Linked DNA regions of Danio rerio: region 1 is linked to region 2. Evidence: chromatin contacts called from public HiChIP or PLAC-seq data. All regions are on one chromosome and are shown on one strand. Each heading gives the region's core, a stretch centred on a gene start, on an enhancer-like site or on the middle of the called end of the contact. The rest is flanking DNA. Distances are from core to core; before and after follow the strand shown.

Region 1 (6,239 bases), core at 1,986-4,485, 340 kb before region 2:
AATGTCCCTTATGAAACTGGAAACAGTTCAATCTTTCGCCTGGAGATTTCAGAGGCTGAACAACACACATGTGCATATCATAGCCTGTAAAATATAGGTGCATAAGCCATTCATAACACAACACAATCTAACATCAGCTGAGCCAGACTAAAATAGTTTTAAAACAGAACATCACCTGTCTAACAGTAATACTTCAGCTACGGTGTCGTCCAGGGGCGGACTGGCCATCTGGCAATTCTGGCAAATGCCAGAAGGGCCGGACCAATTTTTAAATGTGGGCCGGTCAGTTTTTTTTTTTTTAATGTATTGTTTTTACGTGGAGGCAGCTTTTATCTCTTGCTAGATGTGATATTATGATGATGATGATAATAATAATAATAGTAATAATAATAAATGTTAAGCATTTGGACCAATATGCGACGGCCGCCTGATTTCAAGATGGGCCGACCCAATCCGAGGTTACCGTAATCAAACCAATTACGTTACGTTAGCAATTTTTAACGTAATCAAAATCTGGCAAGAATGTCATATTATTTCACCATCTGTACACCAAAATAAATCGTGAATGTGCGTGTCCGTGGGTGGGGCTATGTCGGTGTGGTTATGTGGGCTGATGTGGCTACAGTGCCAAGGCTGAATTTTTGTCCCAGTCCGCCCCTGGTGTCGTCCCTCCTCCAGCGTGCTAAAGTAACTCCAATATTGATTTTCAAAAGTTTCAATTCAGCATTTGATTTCACCGCGTCTGTGATTGTCTTGTGAATGCGCGGTGGCGCTTGTGCAGGCGTGCACACGCGAATGGCGGATCTGCGTGAAAGTAGATGCGCAGAAGTCCAAATCTGCATTTGCTGACAGACAGTTTGAGCTACTTATCGAAATTATCGGCCCAACAATATTTCATTGGACCAAGTTTTTTTAGTTTTATGCCTTATCCAGAATACAAAAATACAGGTAAACGATAATGAAAACACATGTAGATCATTTACTTTAATCAGTACTATTGGACTGTGAAGAGACTTTCAACCACAACAACAAATAATGTTTCTGAAGACAATCACCTACTGCACCTTTAAAATGGTGTTTAAAAAATTAAAAACTGCTTTTATTCTAGCCGAAATAAAATAAATAAGACTTTCTCCAGAAGAAAAAATATTATAGGAAATACTGTGAAAATTTCCTGAATCTGTTAAACACCATTTGGGAAATATTTAAAAAAGACAAAAAATCAAGGAGGGGCGAATAAATCTGACTTCAACTATAATATCATTATATACTATAATAAATCTCCTATGGTGTTTTTCATGTGGGTTCAAGGAGGACTGCTAAAGCAGAAAACAAGAACACAGAATAAATCTCCAATCTCTCGGACTGGAGAAGGGATCAGAGTGGCAGTTTCTGGAAGATCGAAGCACACGCACTACTGAGCAGCACTGTGTATAACTGACACCCATTGTTTATTAGGTGAGTACCAGGGTAAATGGAGTGCTGCACTCAATATTCTGTCGTCTATTTTTGGTTCAGTGAGTTTTAACTGTATTAACTGTAGTGCCGTGAAACTCAAAACCACGCAGATGGATCTTATTACACTTTTCCAGCTGATCACATGAGCTTTCTGCACTAACACAGTACATACAGTAGCATAAGACGAGCTGTGTGTAGAGTTCAAACTGTATCTATTATTAATTAATATGCATATAGTGCAGGCTTTCATTTATGCTTGCTGAAGGAAGGCTAAATATTACACACAGTGCTCAGCATAATTCAGTACAACCTGCTTTGAAAATAAATACTTTCCTTCATTTTTAAGTGAGTATATGCAGTGTATTTTGGTGAATTTAAACAAAACAGATTTATTAAACATATATATATATATATATATATATATATATATATATATATATATATATAAATCACCAAACATATCATGAAATTTAAAGATGATACAATTGAATTCAAGCAAAATATTGCAAAAATAAATTACAACCTACAAAATTTCAACTAAATATAAATTTTTATTTATTTATTTTTTTGCTTCTCTTGATTTTTTCCTCTTTTTAAGTTTGTATTTAATATTTTTCTCTAACATATCCATTTGGCTGTGCTAGTTTTCGGAGCATTATCGTAAGTTATTTTCTTAGATAACTCTCCAGTTTTGGCTTCAGTACTGACATGCAGTCAGATATTTCGCCGAACAGATCCGCCACTTTTGGTGCTCATAAACAGTCATAAAGCTCTCGTGCTGCAGGAATGAGGAGGTCTGCTGAAGGTGAAGCTGTCGCGCAGTAAGGGGTTTGCGTATTTAATAAACTACGGCAGTTTGCGTTCATTGTACAGTAAGATTGATTAATAAATCCATATGAAACAGTCCCTTAAAAGTCATGTCTCGCTTTCAGTTTTGGCCCAAAAAGTGAAGCCCAAGTGAACCGCGCTCAGGCCCACCTCTTCCAACAGGGCCAGGGCCGGCCAAGTGAACCGTGCCTGAGCCCAATTCAGCGCACTCACACTTCTCAAACGATCCGGGAAACGGGCCTGGGCACGGTTCGGATAGCCTAGTGTGAGTGCGCCCAAAGACAAATAGTGCTCATATTATGTACATAAAATATGACACGTTTCAGCAATCGTTCCATAATTAGGAAACAGCAATAAAATACAAACAAAAGTTCTCGAAATTATAATGGTTTCATAAGTAAAAAACACAAAATATCCACTCCCTTAAAATAGTTTTTTTTTTAAATAAAGAAAATATATATTAATAAATATATATTGAAAAAATAGTTGTAAAGTTGGCTCTATGTAAGTAGGGAAATCATATTAGCAGCAAATGACAATCAAAGTACAACATTGTTCACAGTGAATTAGATAGTGTTGATGTTGTTTAGAAGTCATACTTGCATGCTAATTCCAATCGAATATTCAAAGTAACATGATAAACAATATAGAGACTGTTAAATGAACGAATGTGCGAATATAAAACCAACTTTACCTCTAATATTGTAAATATCTCATTCAAGGACATGATGTATGCTGTAGAATGACTACAATTATTTGGGTATTTTATCACTAAAAATGACCTTGAACATTAGTAGGTGATAGAGGTTTATTTAAATTTATATTTTTAATTAGAAACTTAAAAAAATGTATTTACCTGTAAACTAGATCGACATCAAGACCGGTGTAGATAAAACGTAAACTTTAAAACACGGACTTTTAATTTGAAACGTTAACGTTTGGACTTCTATTGTGAAAAGCGTGTAATGGCGGCCTGGCTCCTACACTAGTGTGTACACATGGGAAATACAGCCAATTTGCTGCATTTATCTGCAGGATTTCAGGAGTTTTAAATTATTAATCATCCGACCGTCGATTAAAGTCTTTCCTCAGAATTATTATTCACAATAATAAGGTAAAGACTTGTTGTAAAGACTGTTTAAGCTGGATTTGCTGTGGTTGCGCTCGCGACTGAAGGTCATCATCCACTGAACATGAATTATGTTATATTAACACATTATTGCAGATATTAATATTTCTGAATGTGTGTGTGTGTGTGTGTTTGTGCAGCATGTCTGTGTTTGGAGGATTGTGGAGGAGCGCTGTAAACTTGTGTCAATCGTCGAGACTCTTCAGCACAGGTCAGACATCACCCGTATTCATAACATATAAATTAACGTTACATTAAAATATGAGGTAAGTTAAACTTATATGAGAAGGAAGTGTGAACCAGCTCCACTTGTATGAGGTAAAGCTGGTTTTATATTCGAACATTCAGACTTTCTGCTTTATAATATAATGTCAGAAAAGTATTCTTTGGAAATTCTAATTAGTGTAATTATAGTAGCAGTCAATGACTATCAAAGTGCAACATTGTTCACAGTCAATTACATAGTGCTAATATTGTTTTAAAGTCATCCCTGCATGCTATTTCAGATTCAATATAGCTTGGTAAACAATATATGGGCCATTAAATGATCGAATGTGTGAAGATCAAACCTACTTTACCTTAATATGGAAAACAGACAATGACTTTAATCCTACTATGGAAGTCAATGGCTGCCTTTTTCCCAGGAGTTCTTCAGTATATCTTGTTTTGTGTTCATAAGAAAGAAACTCTTTAGAGTTTAGAACCAGTTGAGTATGAGTGAATGGTTAGAATTTTTATATGATATAGTATAATTTGATGTAGGGCTGCACAATATGTCGTTTCAGCATCGATATCTGCAATAGTCACATGGCAAGATCTGCAAAGTTTAAGTTGAGGTTATAATAACCAGCTAATTAAGCTAAAGTATTTTTTTTTATTAATAATAAATTATATTTTAAAGATTTTTTATTATTATAATTTTTTCCCCCTTAAAACAAGCTGAATTATCTGCCAGTGGGATAAGGAAAATAGTCTTGTTTTAGTTTGAATTCAGTTCCAAATAAACAATTAAATACAATAATCTTTCTTACACTTTCCAAAATGATCATTTTTTTTGTGTCCAAAGTTTTCAAACTCTCTTGAAATCCTCAATCAAAGACCGTAAAAACACATGCAAATGATAAAGTTTCACTCTATTATGGTCAAACTTACAAATCACATGTGTTCTGCAGCTCCTGATCACCTATAATCCAGACTCTCCATCGCATACCCTCTGATAATGTGACTATTGCAGATGCGCACATTGCGACATCGATGCTGAAATCATCTATTGTGCAGCCATATTGCAATGTCAGATTTGTTTTCCAGTATCGTGCAGCCCTAATTAAATGCATTTATTTTGCATCGTCTGTCAGGCTCCTGTGCTCGAATACGAATGCACGCCATTCCCAAACTCAAAGAAGTGGACCGCTGGACGGAGAAGAGGAGCATGTTTGGGGTTTACGATAACATCGGTATTCTGGGTGAGCAGGACATATCATATCAGTATTCATTATGGTCATGCTTTTATTTTGCATTGCGGATTTATCAAATGTTATTTTTAACATTCAATGACACGTTAATGGCTTCTTTAAGTATGAATAATAGCTTCTTGTAAGTTTAACCACTTGAAATGATTATTACTAATTTTGTAGAGATAATATCAGACTCAAACTCAACTTTATGATCTCATTTACAGCAAGGTGCGGTAACACAGGCGAAAGTTCCATGTACACATTAACAAAATATTACCACACAACATGCATCTTTAAGGTGCATCTCCCTCCCCGCTGGACTTATTTAATGACCACCATTATAGAAGAATTTCTAGTTCTGCAAATAGGAAATCTAATGATGCTGATGGCAGCAGCTGAAACATTAGCTATGTTTCCATCCAAAAATGCGAATAAACTTTATGCGCAAAACTGTATTATCGCATAAAAGTTGTGCGAATGAAGCATCGTTTCCATCCAACGAGTCAAAGCGAACAAAATCGTCACTTCCTGATTAACTGGCGCCAAATATCAACAGTAAAAACTGCATTTGCTGCAGTAGGAGAAGCTGCATCAATCTTTTCTAGATGAACGCGCCTCAGAAGACAATCCTGACAAGCAGTGAGCGCGCAGCGGCGTTTGAAGGTGTCAGACGCGGAGCACAGGCGCTCTTGATTCTGGAGGTCATTAATAATATAATAACATTAATACTGAAACGGTAAGGCGTTTTATAATGACCAAAACAACATTTCAGATGTTTTATAATGTGCTCAGCCTGACGTTTTGTCCATTCACACACATTTTAAGCATCACATGATCTCTTTCAACAAAATCACATGACCTTTTTTAATGCGCATGCTGGAGTTTGTGTGGTAAAAGTGTTTCCATCCCAGTTTATGCGCATCTTTTCTTATCGAATAAAAAGTTTATCCTACCCAGTTAGGCGCATAAGTTTTTTATGCGCATTTTCAAAATTTATGCGCATCATGACGTTTCCATCAACTGTTTTTTATGCGCATTTGCAAATAGGTGGATGGAAACATAGCTACAGAGTACAGTGGGTGATCCAGGGTGCATAGGATACCCTGAGCTCTCTTTAAGACATGATTATAGTAAATTAGCATTGGACCAGTTTGGTTAAAACTGATGATCTTGCCTGCCACCTTCATCAGGCTGCTCAACCCGTTCTTGTTTAACACAGTCAGATTACCGTACCAAGCTACACTGCAGAAAGACAAAACAGATTCAATAAATTGTTTATTAAACAGCTTTATCATAGAGGTACAAACCTGAAACCATCTAAATTTCCTCAGAAAAAAACAGTTATTGATTAACTTTTTTATAGACAGCCT
Region 2 (6,228 bases), core at 2,521-5,020:
CATGATGTGAAAGTTGCATTTTATACAAAAATTTTTTTTTATTCTTTTTGTGTTATAATTTTTTTATTTATTTAAAAGTATTTTTTATTTTTATTTCTATTTTTGCATTTATACAATTTTTTATTTGTTTTGCTTTTAAGTTTATTTTTTGCATTATAAGTTTTATTTTAATTTATAATATTTATTTGTTTTGCATTTATACGTTTAATTTTTATTGATAAGTTTTATTTTATGCAAAAAAAGTTTTTTTTAAATTCTTTTTTGCATTATAAGTTTTATTTTTCTTCATTTAAAAGTTTTATTTCTTTATTTTTTGCATTATAAGTTTTATTTTTCTTCATTTAAAAGTTTTATTATTATTTAATTTTTTTTTGCATTATCCTCAATTTAGCATTTTATTTATTTAGAAATATGCATCAGACCCATCATTAATAGACAACATGGAAAAATACAGCAGGCCGCAGAACAAGCGTATGGTTCTGATTCAGACAGACAGGCATTGTTGCTATGTGAACAGTGATGCTGTTGTGTGCGTGTTGTGAGCATGCTCAGATGGGCAGCGGTCAGTGTGCGCCCGTCTCACACGTACACATGCAGATCTTATTTAACAGCATCTTCTCACAGTTTATCCTTCAGTCTGAACTCTCAGCAGTGAAAGCGAAGTGCTCATGCATGCCAGACACCCCCGTTTACCTTCCCGGCAGGACCACCAGAGAAGGACCCCACTGTTAGAGCTGCACGCTTCTTCATAATCTGAGAATCCCCATTGCATTCTGTTCAGAATAGACATCACGATTCTCCTGCATTTCTGAAAAGACAACTTAAAGGGATAGTTCACCCAAAAAAATGAAAGTGTACTCAACATTTACTCTTCCTCAAGCAATTCCAGACCTTTATGAGTTTCTTTCTTCTGTTGAACACAAATGAAGATAATCTGAAGAATGTTGAGAACTGGTAACCATTCACATCCATAGTAGGGGAGCACAAAAAAATATTGTTTAAACAACTTATTTAAATTGAGCTGAAACAACACAATTCCTGAGATTTTTTGGGGGGGAAAACTTAATTGTTTTATGTTCAGTCTACTTAAATTGTTAAGTTAACGTAATCGATTTGTGTTGAGACATCAGGAGTGAATTGTGTGGAACTGTGCAGTACAATAGGGAAAATAGAAGTCAATGGCTTATTCTCAACATTCTTCAAAGTGTCTTCTTTCATGTTCAACAGAAGAAAAAGTCATATATATATATATATATATATATATATATATATATATATATATATATATATATATATATATATATATATATATATATATAATTAACAAATAAGCCAGATTACAATTTGCTAAATTACACTGGGAATGACCAGCTAAAACCAGCTTGACCAGCCAAGCCAGCTTAAACCAGGATGGTCAAGCTGGTAGATGGTTTTACCTGGTCACTTTCCAGCCTGACCAGCTAAGAGCAGGCTTCAAATGGCTGGAAACCAGCCTGGTAGTGGCCAAAACCCCTATAAAACCTGGCTGGCTCACCAGCTAAAACCAGCCAACCATCCTAAGCTCGTTTAAGCTGGATTTTGCAGCAATTAATTGCATATTATGTTTGCCTATTGTATTACTAAACCTTCAGTATTTAATATTAAATTAATTATTCAATAACTTACTTATAGATTGATAATGTCTGGATGAGTTAGACAGTGCAGAATTAACCAGGAATACGCGTTTAATGGTTTCTTGTCGCCACATACTGGCTGAACAGTGTCATTGCTACAAATCTTAATTTTACAGAGTCAACTCAAGTTGTTTTCAAAATGTGATCATTATCACTCCCGTTTACATCGTTTAGAATCGTTTACACAGCTGTAAACTGCTCACATCAAAACTATATAGGCCTACCAGTATTTATTCAAGTCAGGATAAGCAGGGGACCAACTGGAACTGATCCAGCAACAGCAAACCGTCATCAAGACATACCTCACCAGCATCAACTGCTTTTTATCAGTGAAGTACAGTGTAAAGCTGTCCTGGCATCGATTATGATTTGGACATGACCATCCGGAAAACCATCTGGATTAATACTAATTGTTAAACTATTGTAGAAAATTCACAATGGATTAAATGGACTACCCATGGTGTTTACTACACTCTAGTGGTCATTTAGTGCTTTGTCATATGATGATTTTATATGATTTAATTTCACCGATAAACTTCCGGTAAAAGGTTTATGTATTTTTAATTTTGTCTGCTGAAAAATCCAGCTTAAACCAGCCTAGTCTGGTCGACGAGGCTGGTTTTAGAGGGGCTTTGGCCATTTCCAGGCTGGTTTCCAGCCATTTCCAGCCTGGTCTTAGCTGGTCAGGCTGGGAAATTACCAGCTTGACCAGCCTGGTTTAAGCTGGAGATAGCTGGTTTTGGCTGGGCACCCAGCCTGGCTAGGCTGGTCAAGCTGGTCATCTTCCAGCCTGACCAGATAAAACCAGGCTGGAAATGGCTGAAAACCAGCCTGGAAATGGCCACAAAACCCCTCTAAAACCAGCCTGGTCGACCAGCTAAAACCAGCCAACCAGCCTAGGCTGGTTTAAGCTGTTTTTTGTTTTTTTCAGTAGCATTTATGTGTTAATGTAATTAAAATATAATCAGTTAAATAGACTTAATAACCTATTCTTCAAGTTGTTCAAGTGTAAAACGAGATGAAAGATGGCATCAGGAGCAGCAGACGACCAGAGAAACTCCATTGAAAATACTAAGGGTTAGGTAAAATAAATGTCCATATTTTAAAGACATGTCACGTAACAAAGGTATTAAATCCAGTGCTTCTTGTCTGGTCTAATACCCACTTTATAATTTATTTCAGTCAGGCAGTGAGGATCCAGGATTTTTTTTAAAAAAGAAATCAGATCTTGTACGTGTCAATTTTGTAACGGCATGACAGTTTACCGGAGACACCTGAGCTTTTTTATTTATTTTTATTTTTGTTATTGAAGCATATCTGACAAGCATACATGAATATATGATAATATATGTAACAGTCACAGAAAGCTTAGTGATGCAGAACATACATTAAACAAAAAAGTGTAACATATATATGAGGGGATCCATCATATTTAAATTATTAGACTGTACAGACATTTTTTTCATTATTAGAGAGGTTTTACAGCTTTCTTCTTTCTTGTAATTGAGGTCAAAGAATTATAAAATATTTTCAAATCTTTACAGAAATAAATAAAGGGAATAATAGACATTACTTTTGCCTTGTGTATGTGAAACTTCCCAAGAAAAGTTATCAACTTCAAAGCATTATCGAGTGTATCATAGCCAGTTTTACAATTCAAAAAAATAATTATGCATTCAGAAAAATTAATTATTTTGTAAAATGAATAAAAAATCAACCCTGGGTAAACTAAATTGGCAGTAGTGTCTGAGTGTGTATGGATGTTCCCAGTACTGGATTGCAGCTGGAAGATCCACTGTGTAAAACCTATGCTGGAATAGTTAGCGGTCCATTCTGCTGTGGCGACCCCTGATGAATAAAGGGACTGAGCTGAAAAAAAAAATAATGAATGACTGAAATTGGCAGTGTGAGGAAAAATAAATTTACTCATTTTTTTTTCAGAAAATACGTTTATCCCCTCTAAAACATTGTACGTTATTTCAAAGCTTTAAATATGTTTTCTGGATGATTTGTTATTATTTATACCCGGATTTGAAATTAAGATTCGTACTCGTCTGCGGAACCTTTCTTGGGCGCCTGTTGTTTCACACGGACTTTTTAGGGAGTACTTGTAAATATCAGAAAGATGGCGGCGCTCGCGGTGAAGCCACATGTCGTTGTTGAAGATGGAAATGGTGAGGAATCGTATATTTTTATTGACCGTGTGATATACAATATACAGCGTGACCGAAATATTTAGCATTGACCCTTAATGGAAACAGTTATTCCCAGCAGCTTCAGCTGACACACAACGCAGAGGGAAAGGGCAGAAAATATAGTGTAATCTTGTTTGTAAAGTTGGTTTTATATTCACACATTCGGATTTCCCCTTAATATTATCATCTATATAAAACTATTATTTGCAAACTCTAATTAGCGACATCATATTAGCAGCAAATGATTATCAAAGTACAACACTGTTTACAGTCAAACAGTGTTAATGTTGTTTTCAAGCCACACTTGCATGCTAATTCCGATCAAATATTCAAAGTAGCATCATAAACAATATAGAGACTGCTCAATGAACAAACGTGCGAATATTAAACCAACTTTACCCCTATACATGTTTATAGATATTCTAAATAGAGGTAAAGTTGGTTTTATATTCGCACATTTGTTCATTGAGCAGTCTCTATATTGTTTACCATGTTATTTTGAATATTCGATCGGAATTAGCATGCAAGTCTGACTTCTAAACAACATGAACACTATCTAACTCACTGTGAACAGTGTTGTACTTTGATAGTCATTTGCTGCTAAAATGATTTTCCTATTTACAATTTGCACAGAATACTTTTCTGACATTATATTATTAAGGAGAATGCCTGACTATGCCAATATAAAACCAACTTTACCTCTATTTAGACATGGTAGTTTTGAATTAAGCAGCAGCCCCTTAAAAAGACTTGAGAGACATTGTTTTTTATTTTTTGTGTGATGTTCAGACGATGTTTCTGAAGTAAGCATCAGTAACGATGAAGAGAGCGGAGCAGATAGTAATCATGAGGGAGCAGATGCTGAAAACAGCGGCGATGAGGATGGAAAGAGTGATGAAGAACAGAATGAGGAAAACCCAAACGCCGGATGGGCAGAGGCCATGGCCAAAGTCCTGGGGAAGAAAACGCCGGACAGCAAACCCAGCATCCTCCTGAAGAACAAACAGCTGGACAAGATCAAGGAGAAGGAGAAGAAAGAGCGTCTTGAGAAGAAGAAACAGGTACAGTTTTAGCATTATATATATTTTTATAAAAACTAAACATTATAATCCAATAATGTTAATAACAAACTAATTATAATCCAAATTTGAAGTTGATATCGCAAAAAAACAAGAAATTTTGTTGGGCCGCAGTACCAAACATGACCACCAGATGACATCCAGTTTACATTGTTGTCCATACAAAAGCGCCCCCTATTTCTGTGTATGTTTTGAGGAATATGAATATTACCTTTTCCTATTTTAGACATTATTTGTAAAGCACACATAAACTTTAAAAGTACTTTGAGTAGTTTTTTGGTGTTTGGTTTGAGTTTAGCCACTAAAAAAAACATTTTAAAAATGTTTACGTGTGGATTGCTGTAGCAAAGTAATGCTAAACAACTCTTGATGAGGATCCTCAGTAATTATTACTATTGCTCAGTAACCTCTATCAGAAATCAGTCACCAGATATGGAAATGAGACATTTTGAGCTTTCAAATTATATATAGTTTGTCATAATTGTTGAATTTTTAATCTCTGAACTTCGCCATTTGCTAAAAAGTTCATTTGTTTTCCTCATAAATGTACACACAGCACCCCATATTGACAGAAAAACTGAATTGTTGACATTTTGATTTATTAAAGAAATGCTGAAACATCACATGGTCCTAAGTATTCAGACCCTTTGCTCAGTATTTAGTATAAACCCCCTTTCGATCTAATACATCCATCAGTCTTTCTGGGAAAGATGCAGCCAGTTTTTTACACCTGGATTTGGGGATTCTCTGCCATTCCTCCTTGCAGATCCTCTCCAGTTCTGTCAGGTTAGATGGTAAAAATTGGTGGACAGCTATATTTAGGTCTTTCCAGAAATGCTTAATTTGGTTTAAGTCAGGGCTCTGGCTGGGCCATTCAACAACAGTTGTTGTGAAGCCACTCCTTCATTATTTTAGCTGTGTGCTTAGGGTCGTTGTCTTGTAGGAAGGTAAACCTTGTGAAAAATGAAAGGGGGTCTGAATACTTTCCGTATCTACTATATTCATTCATTCATTCATTTCCTGTGTAACTGACAGCTGGATAAGAAGCGAGCTTGGGAGAATATTTGCCGAGAGAAACCCGATGTTGTTCAAGACCGAGAACATGAGAGGAACCTGCAGAGAGTCGCCACCAGGTCTGAAACGTCCCGCAGTGATGAGCATTTGATGAGCTGGTGTGTTATTTTCAGCTTGTGATGTTGTGTGATGGTTGATTTTAGAGGTGTGGTGCAGCTGTTCAACGCGCTCAAGAACCATCAGAAGAACGTGAATGAACGAATAAAG

The links. HiChIP or PLAC-seq counts read pairs in DNA pulled down with a chosen protein or histone mark.
Region 1: an H3K4me3 HiChIP or PLAC-seq map of embryo shows a contact between it and region 2, with 7 times the contacts expected there. The contact joins the promoter of mrpl51 here to the promoter of rrp15 in region 2. A contact is called at or near these places in 1 of 18 Hi-C or Micro-C datasets (an unstated tissue) and 1 of 4 datasets of contacts at active chromatin or transcription factors (embryo).

Annotation. Positions count from the first base shown.
Region 1 is chr16:4,763,233-4,769,471 of GRCz12tu, reverse strand. mrpl51 (mitochondrial ribosomal protein L51) reads left to right here and starts at 3,235. Exons shown (of 4, transcript NM_001013476.1): 1 at 3,235-3,400; 2 at 3,556-3,626; 3 at 4,771-4,878. The coding sequence starts at 3,557.
Region 2 is chr16:4,418,889-4,425,116 of GRCz12tu, reverse strand. rrp15 (ribosomal RNA processing 15 homolog) reads left to right here and starts at 3,770. Exons shown (of 5, transcript NM_199762.1): 1 at 3,770-3,847; 2 at 4,658-4,929; 3 at 5,983-6,080; 4 at 6,165-6,228. The coding sequence starts at 3,799.